2 separate regions of the Capsicum annuum genome follow, and region 1 is linked to region 2. The links are chromatin contacts, called in public Hi-C maps. All regions are on one chromosome and are shown on one strand. Each heading gives the region's core, a stretch centred on a gene start, on an enhancer-like site or on the middle of the called end of the contact. The rest is flanking DNA. Distances are from core to core; before and after follow the strand shown. Region 1 holds the start of LOC107848278 (protein JINGUBANG). Region 2 holds the start of LOC107847712 (putative multidrug resistance protein).

Evidence for each region. Hi-C and Micro-C count contacts between places; a contact is called where the count stands out from the background.
Region 1: a Hi-C map of leaf shows a contact between it and region 2, with 2.0 times the contacts expected there. The contact joins the promoter of LOC107848278 here to the promoter of LOC107847712 in region 2. A contact is called at or near these places in 2 of 5 Hi-C or Micro-C datasets (bud and leaf).

The regions. Positions count from the first base shown.
Region 1 is chr11:84,245,237-84,252,474 of UCD10Xv1.1, forward strand. It overlaps LOC107848278 (protein JINGUBANG), which reads left to right and starts at 3,515. Exons shown (of 1, transcript XM_016693004.2): 1 at 3,515-5,218. The coding sequence starts at 3,802. The coding sequence ends at 5,103.
Region 2 is chr11:83,930,136-83,936,828 of UCD10Xv1.1, forward strand. It overlaps LOC107847712 (putative multidrug resistance protein), which reads left to right and starts at 4,718. Exons shown (of 12, transcript XM_016692141.2): 1 at 4,718-4,938; 2 at 4,940-5,047; 3 at 5,580-6,120; 4 at 6,219-6,424; 5 at 6,426-6,662; 6 at 6,664-6,693. The coding sequence starts at 4,718.

The sequences.
Region 1 (7,238 bases), core at 2,265-4,764, 310 kb after region 2:
GGGGCGGCCTGACGCCAGTGAATGCGTGGGAGATAGGGGAGAGGTTGGCGGGAATGAGAGTGTGGAAGTGTAGGGGGACGTGGATAGTATGTGGGACAGGGCGGCAAGATGCATCAGGGAGAATGCAAGTGAGGTGTTGGGTGTTTCTAGGGGCCGGGCCGAGCACCATCGGGGGGATTGGTGGTGGAATGAAGAGGTGGAGAAGAAAGTGGAGACCAAGAAAGGGGCGTATGCTAAGTTGGTGGAAAGTAAGGACGAAGAAGAGAAGCAGGTAAACAGGAAAGAGTACAAGCTAGCGAGGAAGGAGGCAAAGTCAGCAGTCACGGCAGCTAAGACGACCGCTTTTGAGAGCTTGTATGCAGGGTTACAGGGGAAAGGAGGGGAGAAAAAGTTATTTAGACTCGCTAAGGCTAGGGAGAGGAAGGGTCGTGACCTCGATCAGGTGAGGTGCATTAAGGGGGAGGACGGTAGAGTGTTGGTGGAGGACGGCCACATTAAGAAGAGATGGCAGTCGTACTTTCATAGGCTCTTGAATGACGAAGGGGATAGAGCTATTGTGTTAGGGGAACTGGAGCACTCAGAGGAGTGTCAGAATTTTAGCTATTGTAGACGTTTTAAGGTAGAAGAGGTTAGACAGGCTGTCCGCAGGATGCGAAGGGGTAGGGCGACGGGGCCGGATGAGATACCGGTGGAGTTTTGGAAGTTCGTTGGAGAGGCTGGTGTAAGGTGGTTGACTGGATTGTTTAATGAAATCTTCAGGACGACAAAGATGCCCGAGGCGTGGAGGTGGAGTACCATGATCCCTCTCTATAAGAATAAGGGGGACATTCAGAGTTGCAATAACTATAGGGGGATTAAGTTATTGAGTCACTCTATGAAGATCTGGGAGAGAGTGGTCGAGGTGAGGCTGAGACGGATAGTGTCTATTTCGGAAAACCAGTTCGGATTTATGCCCGGCCGCTCGACGACGGAGGCAATCCACCTGGTATGGAGGTTGGTGGAGCAGTATAGGGAAAAGAAGAAGGATCTGCACATGGTGTTTATCGACCTGGAAAAGGCTTACGACAAAGTCCCCAGGGAGGTGCTTTGGAGATGCTTGGAGGTGAGTGGAGTACCGCAGGCATATATCAGAGTAATTAAGGATATGTATGAGGGAGCGAAAACCCAGGTGAGGACGACGGGAGGAGACTCAGAGCATTTCACTGTCCTGACAGGATTGCATCAGAGATCTACTCTTAGTCCTTTTTTGTTTGCATTGGTGATGGATGTGTTGACGCGGCGTATTCAAGGGGAGATACCGTGGTGTATGCTTTTTGCAGACGATGTAGTTCTGATAGATGAGAATCGAGGGGGTATGAATGACAAATTAGAGGTGTGGAGGCAAACTCTTGAGTCTAAAGGGTTCAGGGTGAGCAGAAGCAAGACAGAGTATGTGGAATGCAAGTTTAATGACGTGAGGCGGGAGAATGAGGTAGTAGTGAAGCTGGAAGCACAGGAGGTATGTAAGAGGGATAAGTTCAAGTATCTTGGGTTCGTGATCCAGAGTAACGGTGAGATTGACGAGGATGTCTCGCACCGTATTGGGGCGGGATGGATGAAGTGGAAACTCGCGTCGGGGGTGCTGTGTGATAAGAATGTGCCGCCCAAGCTTAAAGGCAAATTCTACAGGGTGGTAGTCCGTCCGGCCTTGCTGTATGGAGCGGAGTGTTGGCCAGTTAAGAACTCCCACATCCAAAAAATGAAGGTGGCAGAAATGCGGATGTTGCGCTGGATGTGTGGACTAACTAGAGGGGATAGAGTTCGAAATGAGACTATCCGGGAGAAGGTTGGTGTGACTTCAGTGGAGTGCAAGATGCGGGAAGCACGATTAAGGTGGTTCGGACACGTGAAGAGGAGGGGCATGGATGCCCCGGTCCGTAGGTGTGAGATGCTAGCGTTGGATGGTTTTAGGCGGGGTAGGGGTAGGCCGAAGAAGTACTGGGGTGAGGTGATTAGGCGGGACATGGAACAGTTACAGCTCACCGAGGACATGACCCTAGATAGGAAGGTCTGGAAGACGCGAATTATGGCAGAGGATTAGGGCCAGTTTGGGTCGCTAGTGTAGGGAATTAAGTGGTGGGGGTTTTATTCCTGTTATGATCCGTGTCCCGTGTTCCATGTTTTATTATGAATCTGTGTGCTTTCCTCTGCTTTCCTCTGTTTTATATTACTTATGGGTGCCGTATTTATGTTATGTAATCTACTTCTGTGCTTTACTATGTGTTTGTGTGGTATCTCGTGCCTTGAGCCGGGGGTCTTTCGGAAACAGCCTTTCTACTTCATCAGAGGTAGAGGTATGGACTGCGTACATCTTACCCTCCCCAGACCCCACTAGGTGGGAATACACTGGGTTTGTTGTTGTTGTATTATCTCTTGCAGTCATATGTATTTTCAATTAAGGATGGAGTTAAATAAGGCTATTGGGTTCATTCGAATTCCCTTCCACAAAATAATAGATTGTTTACATAGAACTAAAAGTATTTTTATTTTTATATGATAAATGTTGAGTTTTTTTACTGCTTCGTATATTTACTTTTTTATATCTCAAAAATTTTAAGTGAAAATAGTGACTCCGTCACTACTTTCAATGCTCTAACTTTCTAAATATTATTAATTTTTAACCCAATAAATACTGTCACACGTGGAATTCTACAAGCAAATTTATAAAAATTATGCGGAACTAATTATATAAATCATATCTTAAAAATATATAATGCAGTAATTTAATTTTTTTACTTGCAATTTAGTGGACTAAAATTTATAATTGTTAACCTATTTTAAGATATTTATTTTTGTTAATTATCAAATAATCATATCAAAAAAATTATCGTTAAATCAAATAAATCATTATTATATTTATATTTATAATTTTAATTTATTTTTTTATATAATTTCAAATAAAGTCAAAAGTAGAAACGCACTAAAAAAAAAGTTGTTTATTTCAAGAGAATATGTCAGGCCTGAAATAAAAATAGGCATTAGAGCATATTATATTTTAAAGTTAAATAGGTAAATAAATTGTAATTTATAGATTTTATAAAATAAAAAAGTATAAAGTGTGATCACTATTATCGTTTTCAATTATACTTGATTAAAATTAATTATATTTTTAAAATTAATTAAATATATTTAAAATTGTAATATTGGGTTCGTAAAAGGACCCTTAATTATTTAAAAAGGGACAGTTCAGTGCACTAAAGTTATCGCTATGCACGGTGTCTGGGAAAAGACCCCACCACAAGGATGTATTGTACGCAATCTTATAAGGGTGTATTATACGCAACTTTACAAAGATATATTGTACGCAACCTTATTTTGCATTTCTGGCAGAGACTAACCCTTAGTTATCTAGTTAAGATAAAAAAGTAACATAAATTGGGGCTGGTCCGCACGGGCTTCAAAATCTAATACATTCATATGAGAGACTTTTGTAGAAGCTTTATTTAAATGTCTATGATTAACATGTTCAATTCATGAACCAAAATAAACTAGAATACTAATTAATTCAACTTTATCAATAAAATTTACAACTTGCAACTTGTTAAAATTAACTGATGACATTCTTTTTGAGCAAGAAAGTGGGCCAGAGTGGCAACTGGCAGGCAAGAAGATTAAAGAAAAAGAGAGAAAAAAAAAGAGGAAAAAGACAACCAGCCACAGCTCCCCTTAAGTCCAAGTCAATACTCATTATATATTTCTTCTTCTTTCTAAACCCAACACAGTTTATACATATTCTTTTCTTTTCACTGTATAGCCGGCAAAATGAAATTCCGATCTTGGACTTCAGTTTCCCCATCCGTTACCACCGCGGACGACCACCCTATTCCGCCACCAAAAGTGGTATTTTCCGATGATGCAAGTAACTTTTCCGATTTACATAGCAGTTCACCATCACTATTTTCTCAAGAAACCAATTCTTTTAGTAGTTTACAAAGCAATCTTTCTCTTTTAACTTTACCTTCTGTTCCTTCTCTTCAAGATCTCTCCCCTGGTACTCTAAACCTATCAATCTCCGCTCGCTGTGTAAATTCTCTTAATCCTAGAAATGCTCAGGTTAGTTTCCTTGCTATGCACAACAATCTCCTTTATGCTGCTTCTGCCAATGAAATCAACGTATTCGAACTCACAAATTTTACCCTTATCGATACTTTCAATAACAAAGACCCCTCTTCTGGTTCTGCAAAATCTGTTACCTTTCTCGATGGTAAAATCTTCACTGCCCATCAAGACTGTAAGATCAAGGTGTGGAAATTGACATCCATTAAGCAACATAAACTAATCAGAACTCTTCCAACGCTTGAAGACAGAATACGCAGATTCGCTTTTCCTAGCAGTTATACAAATGTGATAAGACACAAGAAAAAACTGTGGATTGAACACCATGATGCTGTTTCAGGGTTAGCAGTAAATGCAAACGAAAATTTGGTGTGCTCAGTTTCGTGGGATAGGTGTTTGAAACTTTGGAGAGGTTCGAATTTACGGTGTACTGAATCAGTTAAAGCGCATGACGATGCGATTAACGCCGTTGTTGTTGGAACAGATGGCACAATTTTTACAGGTTCTGCTGATAAAAGAATTCGTGTTTGGGGTAAACGAAATGAGGAAAGAAAATCGAAAATTGGATTAATTGCAACGTTAGAGAAGCATAAATCAGCGGTAAATGCATTGGCATTAAGTTCCGATGGTTCGATTTTATTTTCGGGCGCATGTGATCGGTCGATTTTGGTATGGGAAAGGGAAGACAGTGCGAACTACATGGTCGTGACGGGTGCATTGAGAGGACATACGAAAGCAATACTATGTTTGATCAACGTTAATGATTTGTTGTTCAGTGGATCAGCGGATCGAACGGTGAGGATTTGGACACGTGGGAATCAAGGACAGTTTGGTTGTTTAACAGTTCTTGATGGACATCGGACACCGGTGAGGTCATTGGTGGCGACGGTGGCGAAAAGCGGTGGAGCTGATGGTGGTGTTAAGTTGTTTAGTGGGAGCTTTGACGGAGAAATTAAAGTGTGGCAAATTGTGGTTTCTAGTTCTAGTGGCAGTCCTCTGATATCATGATATTTGTATTTTAATAAATTATTTGGGTGGAATGTAAGAAAACAAATTTTATGTACTTACACGTTAAATACCTTTTTTTTAAATTGCTTGAAATTTTATTTGGAATTTGGTGCTATCATTTTTTTCCAAGTTTCATTTGGGAAGGACTAACTATGAAGCAACTTGACTGGCAAATGTTCAAATCCTTTATATCTGAGTGTTCGTATAGTGTTTTATTTTACAATATAGCCAATGTTTGGAACACAATTCGGAACAAGAAAAATTCTCTTGGAAGTTACAATTTGGTACTTCCCGCCAAATACAGCTAGTACTATGGTGTCTCAGCCATCGGCAGAGCTCCTTCGTCCGTCGAACAATCACCCACAGGACCGGCATGCTTGCAGCCGTTCTCCGCAGAAAACTCCACCTACTCATGTGACACACATCTCTCAGCATAAGCTCCAGTCGGATGGTTATGCAGCTCGAATTTGAGAAGATCAATTGCATTGGGCTCAGGCGATCATCAGTCAAAGCTCAATCGAAAATGCATGGAAAGTTGGGAGAAGAGAAACAGAACTCAATTCAATTTGTATCAGCACTCAATCCGAAACAAGCTCAATCGGAGGTAGTACCAATCGAGAAGTTACATATGGCTCCAAATCAACCACAATCCATTCTGACTTGCTTAACATCTACTGATGGCGGTAAACTCCCTAATCCTTCTCTTCATCCATCTAGTGAGAAACCCGATGTGGTGAACCCCCCGGATTCGCTCAATAAGGGGCCTGCTGTGGATGTTCAGATATCCAAGACGGGGATTAGAGCTCCGGTACCTGTCGGGGCCTTAGGTGCTACTATGATGTAGACCAAATTTGGTCATGGAAATGAACCGCCTAATCCTAGGGTCACACATTCTTTGGCTACAAAATTGAGGGCTTAAGAGGCCATGAAAGCTGAACTTATTCAAATTGACCCCCTACGAATAACAACTAAGCAAGATTTCCTCGTGGTTGTGTTTAGATCGGAGGATTACAAAGTGAAATTAGCCCAGAGGTGTAGGTTTACCTTGATTGGGAAATTTGAAAACAGCATGCCCAAGATGGAGGTGGTTAGGGGACAGTTTCTTTTGCAAACGGAGTTAAAAGGGAAGGTCAAAATCACTCACTTCAACTTGAGGCATCTGCACATTGATTTGGACAACGAATATGATCACTTAACAGTTTGGTCAAAAGTGAAGATGTACATCCAAGGACTGCCGATGAGATTTCAGCTGTGGACTCCCACATTTAACCCTGAGGAAGAAACTCCATTAGTCTCTTTATGGGTTAGTTTGCCTGAGCTCCCATGGCACTGTTACTGTTTGGAGGTAGTGACATCTCTCTTATCCCCTATTGGCAAGGTATTATTTCTGGATCTGGCAACTTACAAAAAAATCAGGGGCAGTGTGGCTAAAGTCAAATTATAAATTGATCTCACCAGAGCAAGACCCCAACATGTGTGGCTGGGATATGATGATGATGAACATAGTGAAGGTAGATGACAAACCATTTTGTATGAAGAGGTTCCTGAGTATTGCTCTTATTACAAGCATCAAGGGCATGCTGCTAGATCTTGTGTAGTCAAAGGTAGAGATCAGGCTGCTAGGCAGAAACTGGTTCGTAATGAGGAACCACAAGGAGAGGGTAAACAGGAAGAAGATTCTCAAACATGCAGAAGAATGCAGGATACACCTGATGCCCTGCAGCAGCAGCATATAGATAAAGGAAAGGCTCCTACAATGAGTGGTAAAATCAGAAAAGGAGAGGTAGGGATAACCAAAGAATGATATTCAAGCCAAGGTCTCCAAATAAGCATACAGGGGTTCAACAAGATAATGCGGCTGCATCTACATCAAATTCATTTATAACTCTTCAACATAATATTGATTCCACCACTGTCTGTCCTGCCAACAATGAAAGGGATTCCAAGCCAATATCACAACAATCAAAAGAGTTTGATAATGCCAAGCATGATGATCAACAAGGAACTGATGTATGTGATAGGAGCTTTTTTCCGGATCTTCATATGGAGAAGGTTACAGAAATGCCTGGTGAGGGGGTAAGGTTACATGCAATGGTTCTAGAGGCTAAGATAGTGGATCCTGATCAGCTTCAAGT
Region 2 (6,693 bases), core at 3,468-5,967:
CGAAAAAGGATTATTTATATTTTTTATTTAGAGTCGCCACTTAACATAAATTAAGTGTGCCAAGTCACATTTGAAAATCTTTTTCAAAATGATTTGACTCTTTAAAACTGGTTTGAGAAAAAAGATCCCGGTTAATGAATTCTGTTGACCGAGAGAAAGGTGTTAAGCCCCCCTCGATCCCGTGGTTCGACCACGATCGCTTGATAGAGCGTATCGAATAATTAGACATTACGAATTTATAAACCCACAAAAAATGCATAAAAACAATCAATCAAACATACAAAACAATTCAAAATTTAGTGTCCAATCCAATTATACAGTCCCGAAATGAAAAATGCAAAAATGTAAACTTATTCTATTCTAAACTACTCGTAACCTAAACCCCACCTGACGTTCTAGGCCTTGACCGTACGTCATCTTCAAGTACATGATACTTCGAGGCATTCCCCGGTGAATAAATACAATTTCTTCGGGGCATTCTCCGGCAAATGAATACAATTTTGATTTCATGAGATAAGCTAGAAAACATTCAACACACTCAACATTCCATGCATTCAACCAAACATCATTCCTAAATTTTGCCTACCCAAACCTACATGTGCCTATCCGTTTCAACATGTCATAATTCGATCACGTTCCAACAATATTCATACTTATTTCGAATTAAAAAATAAACCAAAATTAATCTAAATTCACCCTTTCTATCATTTTCTCAATTCCACCCTGAACAACCAATTTTACTTCTCAACGAGATATCATTTCACCATAAAAACCATGATCAAGGGAACCAACGACAAATAAAAATACACACACCTTCATCATCACCAAGGATCAAACAACACATGATATTCAATTCAACAAAATACGAAATTCAATCCAACACACCAAATATAGTAAACGATGAAATAAACACAGGAAAAGAGTATAATTGGACTTTGATTTTTATTTCAATCCGCCAAAGTATTTGATTAAAGCTCCGACCGGAATGCCTCAAACGACAAAGCCTTAACCCCAAATAAAATCAACTCGATATTAAGAAATAGCAAATGGACAGATCAGATTCTCGCAAACCCAACCCTATTTTTACTTAGTTTCGACGAATATCACCAAAATCAGACCATAAACAGTCGGTTCCAATCGATTTTGGGCTCCTTTTTGCAAATTCCATCGACCTCTCACTGTATTTTCGATATCTCTTATTTTCTCACTGTTTCTTCGATCTCTCCTTCATTTTCTCGTTGTTTCTCTGATCTCTTCCTCGTTTTCTCATTGTTTCTCCAATCTCTCCCCTCTCTACGCCATTTTTATGTTTATAAAGCTCTCTTATCTCTTTTTCATGAGTTTGGAATATGTGTTTTGTGAGAGATGCGTGTGTGCATATGGTATTCTGTGAAAGTGTACTAAGAAAAAGAAGAAGAAGAAAAGAATAAGAAATAGAGTGTTCAAAAAATGGCGTGAGCTCTTTTTCTGTGTGTAGTGTCTATGAAAGATATGTGTGTGTAGGTATGGAGAGAATGTGTGTGTCCTCTTTCTGTGATGTGAAAAATTGTGTGAAGATAAAAATAGAGTGTTCTGTGTATGGATGTGCGTATGTTAATCCATTTGTCCGAACCCCCCTAGTGATATCGTGTACTATGTATACATACGTGTATGGAATTATGTAGAAAAGTGATGGTGAGATTTTGGTGTAGGTCCCTCAGTACATTCTCCATATCTGTGTATTGTATTGTTCAGTATAGACTCTCAAAAGAAAAAAGAAAAATGTGATCTACGGGTGGGGGGTAAATGGGGTATAGGGGTAGGGGTTGGGTGAGAGGTGTGAGTTGGTTGAGATAAAATTTGTTAGGGAGTTTGTTACTTTGTCATTTTGTGGAGGGATAATTACATGGGTGAGGGTGTATGATAATTTAAGGTAAAAATGGATGAATTAGGCTTCGGGAGGGACAAAATTACGTGTCTACATCATGCCCCCTTTGGATGTAAACACAAGGTGTTTTCATACAAAGAAGTAGATAACGGGATAGAATTTTATCCCGGTCATTATTCAAAATGAGGGAACAAAAGCAAGGAGGGCCACCGAGTCTACATCAGGATATCCTATCTACCCAAGTTATGAAGGAAACCAGTCACAAATACCTCTAAGGGGAGGAGAAGGACTATACCGAGTTGGGGCATCGATTGAGGTTTCGGTCTGGCTTTTCTGGCATGTTAAGCTTCTTGATAAGAAATTTTAGCAGTCCACTTAACTTAACTGTTGGCTCAAGAGTATAGCAATGATCATCAAGAGTATTGAACATAGATTCACTAGAGGATTGGGGAAGCACAATTCTTGGATTGATAGCCAAAGTAGAAGCCTTAGTAGAAGGTTGAGCAACAAAAGCACAGACGGGTTGTGGTGCTATGAATATGGTAGGCTTATACTGAGGAGCTAAGGAATGAGTGGTGAAAGTATTGGGGTGCATTTGACGTGGAATGAATTTTGTGGCATGCTGTGATGCATCAACAATAGTAGGAAACTGACTTTGCAATTTTGGTAGAAGACTCAAGTATTTGCAGGATCAATAGTGGGGAATGGAGGAGGAGGCAACCCATTGACTCAAGCTCGATACATTTACATTATTTGTTGTCTTAGTCTCAAATTCTCTTCCTTTAAACTCTCAATTTCTTGACTCTTTGTTTGATCCATGAGGTCACTCTCTATATCCTTGTTGGACACAGCTAAACTTTCTTCAAATTTGGCGTGATGTGGAGGACTAGCCAAAATGCCACAAACTAACCACCTTAAACTAACTGAACAAGAGATAACAAACGTGTTAGAATTCAACACTTTCTCAAAATCTTTTTTGGTTTTTCTTTTTGTTTGGAAAAGATCACCGAACCCAAGAAGGGCACCTACGTATCTCACTCCCAAGAGAGGAGAATCAGGTGTGCGTAATTCGTGAAGTCTTGCCAAAAATGACCGATTAAACTCTTTTTCTTTTTATTTTTTGAAACATTACGAAGAAAAGAAAATAACAAATTGTCAAAAGAATTAACAAAAATCTTTTAAAATTTTTCAACTTTAACATCCTATACAAAATGAAACCTATGATTATCAAAGAAAAATCTTTTTGAGTTTTCAATTTTGAATTTCATATGAAAATGAAACTTGAAACTATTAAAGGAAAATCTCTTTTGTAGTTTTCTTTTAAAAATATATATGACACCTATTCAAAATGAAAAGTGAAGAAAATTTTTTTGGATTTTTCAGATTTCTATACAAAATGAAACCTATGATTATCAAAGAAAAATCTTTTTGGATTTTCAACTTTGAATTTCATACGAAAATGAAACTTGAAACTATTAAAGAAAAATCTTTTTGTGGTTTTCTTTTAGAGATGTATATGACACCTACTCTAATAAAGAGTGAAGAAAATCTTTTTGAATTTTTCAAATAAGATTCCCGAACCCACAATAGGTTGCCTACGTATCTCATTCCCGGGAGAGGAGAATCAGTGGTGCGTAGTTCGTCCAGATTGAACAATTAAAGATTAAAGAACCGACTGATCTTAACTTAAGACAAACGACTAAAGACAGACGATGAAAACCGTTAATAAAATCTTTTGGGGGTTTTAATTTAACACATCACATAAAACTGACACCAATAACTATGAATGAATTTTTTTTTTGATATTTTCGTTATATCTAGCACACTAAATATAATAAATAATGAAATAAAAAGAGAAAAAAGTAGAATTGAACCTCAATTTTTATTTCAATCCGCCAAAGCATTTGGTTAGAACTCCGATCAGAATGCCTTGAAGGACAAAGCCTCAACCCCGAACAAAATCAACTCATATTGAGAAATAGCAAACGGACAGATCAAATTCTCGCAAACCCTACCCTGTTTTCACCCGTTCTGGCGAATATCACTGGAATCAGACCCTAAACAGTCGGTTCCAGTTTATTTGGGTCTACTTTTTGCAAATTTCATCGACCTCTCACTGTATTCTCGATCTCTCTTTCGTTTTCTCGCTGTTTCTCTGATCTCTCCCTCGTTTTCTCGTTGTTTCTCCGATCTCTCCCCTCTCTACGCTATTTTTGTGTTTATAAAGCTCTCCTATCTCTTTTCTGTGAGTATGGATGATGTGTTTTGTGAGAGATGCATGTTTGCGTGTGGTCTTCTGTGAGAGTGTGCAAAGAAGAAGAAGAAAAGGAGAGGAAATGGAGTTTCAAAAAATGGCGTGAGCTCTTTTTCTGTGTGTATTGTCTATGGAAGATATGTGTGTACAGGTATGGAGAGAATGTGCGTCCTCTTTCTGTGATGTGAAGAATTGTGTGAAGATGAAAATGGAGTGTTCTATGTATGTGGAATTTTGTATGGGTGTGTGTATTTTAATCCATCTGTCCGAATCCCCCTAGTGGGTATCGTATGTTGTGTATATATGCGTGTATGGAATTGTGTAGAAGAGTGATGGTGATTTTTTGGTGTGGGTCCCTTAGTCCATTCTCCCTATCTGTGTATTGTATTGTTCTGTATATATACTCTCAAAAGGAAAAAGGAAAATGTGATCCAGGGGTGGGGGTAACTGGTAAGTGGGGTATAAGGGTAGGGGGTTGGGTGAGGGGTTTGAGTTGGTTGAGATAAAATTTGTCAGGGAGTTTGTTTTTTTTTAATTTTGTGGAGGGATAATTACATGGATGAGGGTGTATGATAACGTGAGGTAAAAATGGATGAATTGGGCTTCGGAAGGAACAAAATTACGTGTCTACAAAGGATGCCTATGGAGTTGTAGGGAGTATAGCTGAACAAGCAATTTCATTGATTCGTACAGTTAATTCTTACGTTGGAGAAAATGAAATGGTAAAAATATTTTGCAATGCTCTTGATGAAAGTTTGAAACTTGGTGTGAAGCAAGGACTTACTTAGGGATTGTTGTTAGGAAGTATGGGAATGATTTGTGTCGTGGGCATTTCAATCATCGGCAGGAATTGTCCTTGTTGCTAATAGAGGAGAAAGTGGTGGCCCTGTTTTCATATCATCTCTTTGTGTTGTTCTTGGAGGATTGTAAGTCTCATTTAATTCCCCCCTCATACTACTTGAGACTTAATTTTAATAGCAGAACTATAAAATTACTTCTTATCACATTAAAATAACTGTACTTTGTAATCGTAAAGTCACTAATTTACTTGCTCTAGCAGGTTAGTCACCTTGATGGATAGGTTTTGTGCTCAAAGTGAAAAAAGTAGAGTGCCTCTAGCAGATAAATTTCAGTTACTTTAATGTGACAAGAAATAATTTGACTCGAGTAATTTTACTGTTCGGGTGGACAAAGTTTATTTTGCTGTAATATGACAAAAGAAGGTCAGTAGATTGATAAAGTTCATGTGAAAATTACATTCACTCCTTTAGCCAGAATATGAGCAGAGAGCTAGAGAGCTTCAATGCACTGGGCTGCCTCTCTTTTTAAAAAATAAAGAACATAAATCTTTATTTAGTTCGTTTGTATTTAATTGAAAATGAGATAAGTTTAAACAAGATATGATAGTGATTGCAACAAATTTTGATATTGCCAAGGGTTTATTTTTTGTGATTATAGGTCATGTATGAGTGCACTTCCGAATATCTAATTCATCACAGAGGCAACAATTACTGCTGCAAGAATTTTCGAACTAATCGATCGTGTTCCTCAAATAGATTCTGAAGATGGTAAAGGGAAACTTCTAGCATATATAAGAGGAGATATCGAGTTTAAGGAGCTAACTTTTAGCTATCCATCAAGACCAGATATCCTGGTCCTCTGTGATTTTAGTCTTAAAGTGAAAGCTGGAAGGACAGTAGCAATTGTGGGAGGCAGTGGTTCTGGAAAGTCCACTGTCATTTCTTTGCTAGAAAGGTTTTATGATCTAATCAAAAGAGATATCTTATTTGATGGACATAAAATAAAAAAACTGCAGTTTAAATGGTTGAGATCTCAGATGGGGTTCGTAAATCAGGAGCCTGTTCTATTTGCTACATCCATCAAGGGAAATATACTCTTCGGGAAATAAGGAGCATCAGTGAAAATGGTTGTTCAAGCTGCTAAGGCTGCAAACATGCATGAATTTATAGCCTCATTACCTGATGGATATGATACTCGTGTAAGTCATCTTTCTCTTGTTCTTTTGGAAACATATGTTGCTATCTGTTGTTTTTTTCCTCCTCGGTTTAATTTGACAAAGTTCCAAATGGATTTTAGGTGGGACAATTTGGTTTTCAATTATCGGGAGGACAGAAGCAAAGGATTGCTATAGAAAGGGTATTGATTAAGGACCCAAAAATTCTCTTACTTGATGAGGCTATAAGCTCTCTGGATACACAATCAGAAAGAATTGTTCAAGAGGCCCTAGACCATGCTTCACAAGAAAGGACAACAATCATCATTGCCTATTGCCCCAGTACAATACACGGCTGACAAAATTGTAGTCCTTGAGTCAGGGAGAATAGTTGAATCTGGTTCTCATGATGATCTAATGAGTAAGACTGATGAAGAAAGTGGGGTTTACTATAAAATGGTCAAATTGCAGCAATCAACAACAAATTGTGAAGGGCTATCTAGTCTGTTCCTTCCAAAAGAGGCCAGAAGTTACACAAGGAGGAGTTATAATATGCCTGTCCCCTCATGTTTCTATGTCAAGTTGGCAAAATAGTCCTGCCTCACCGTTTAGACCAAC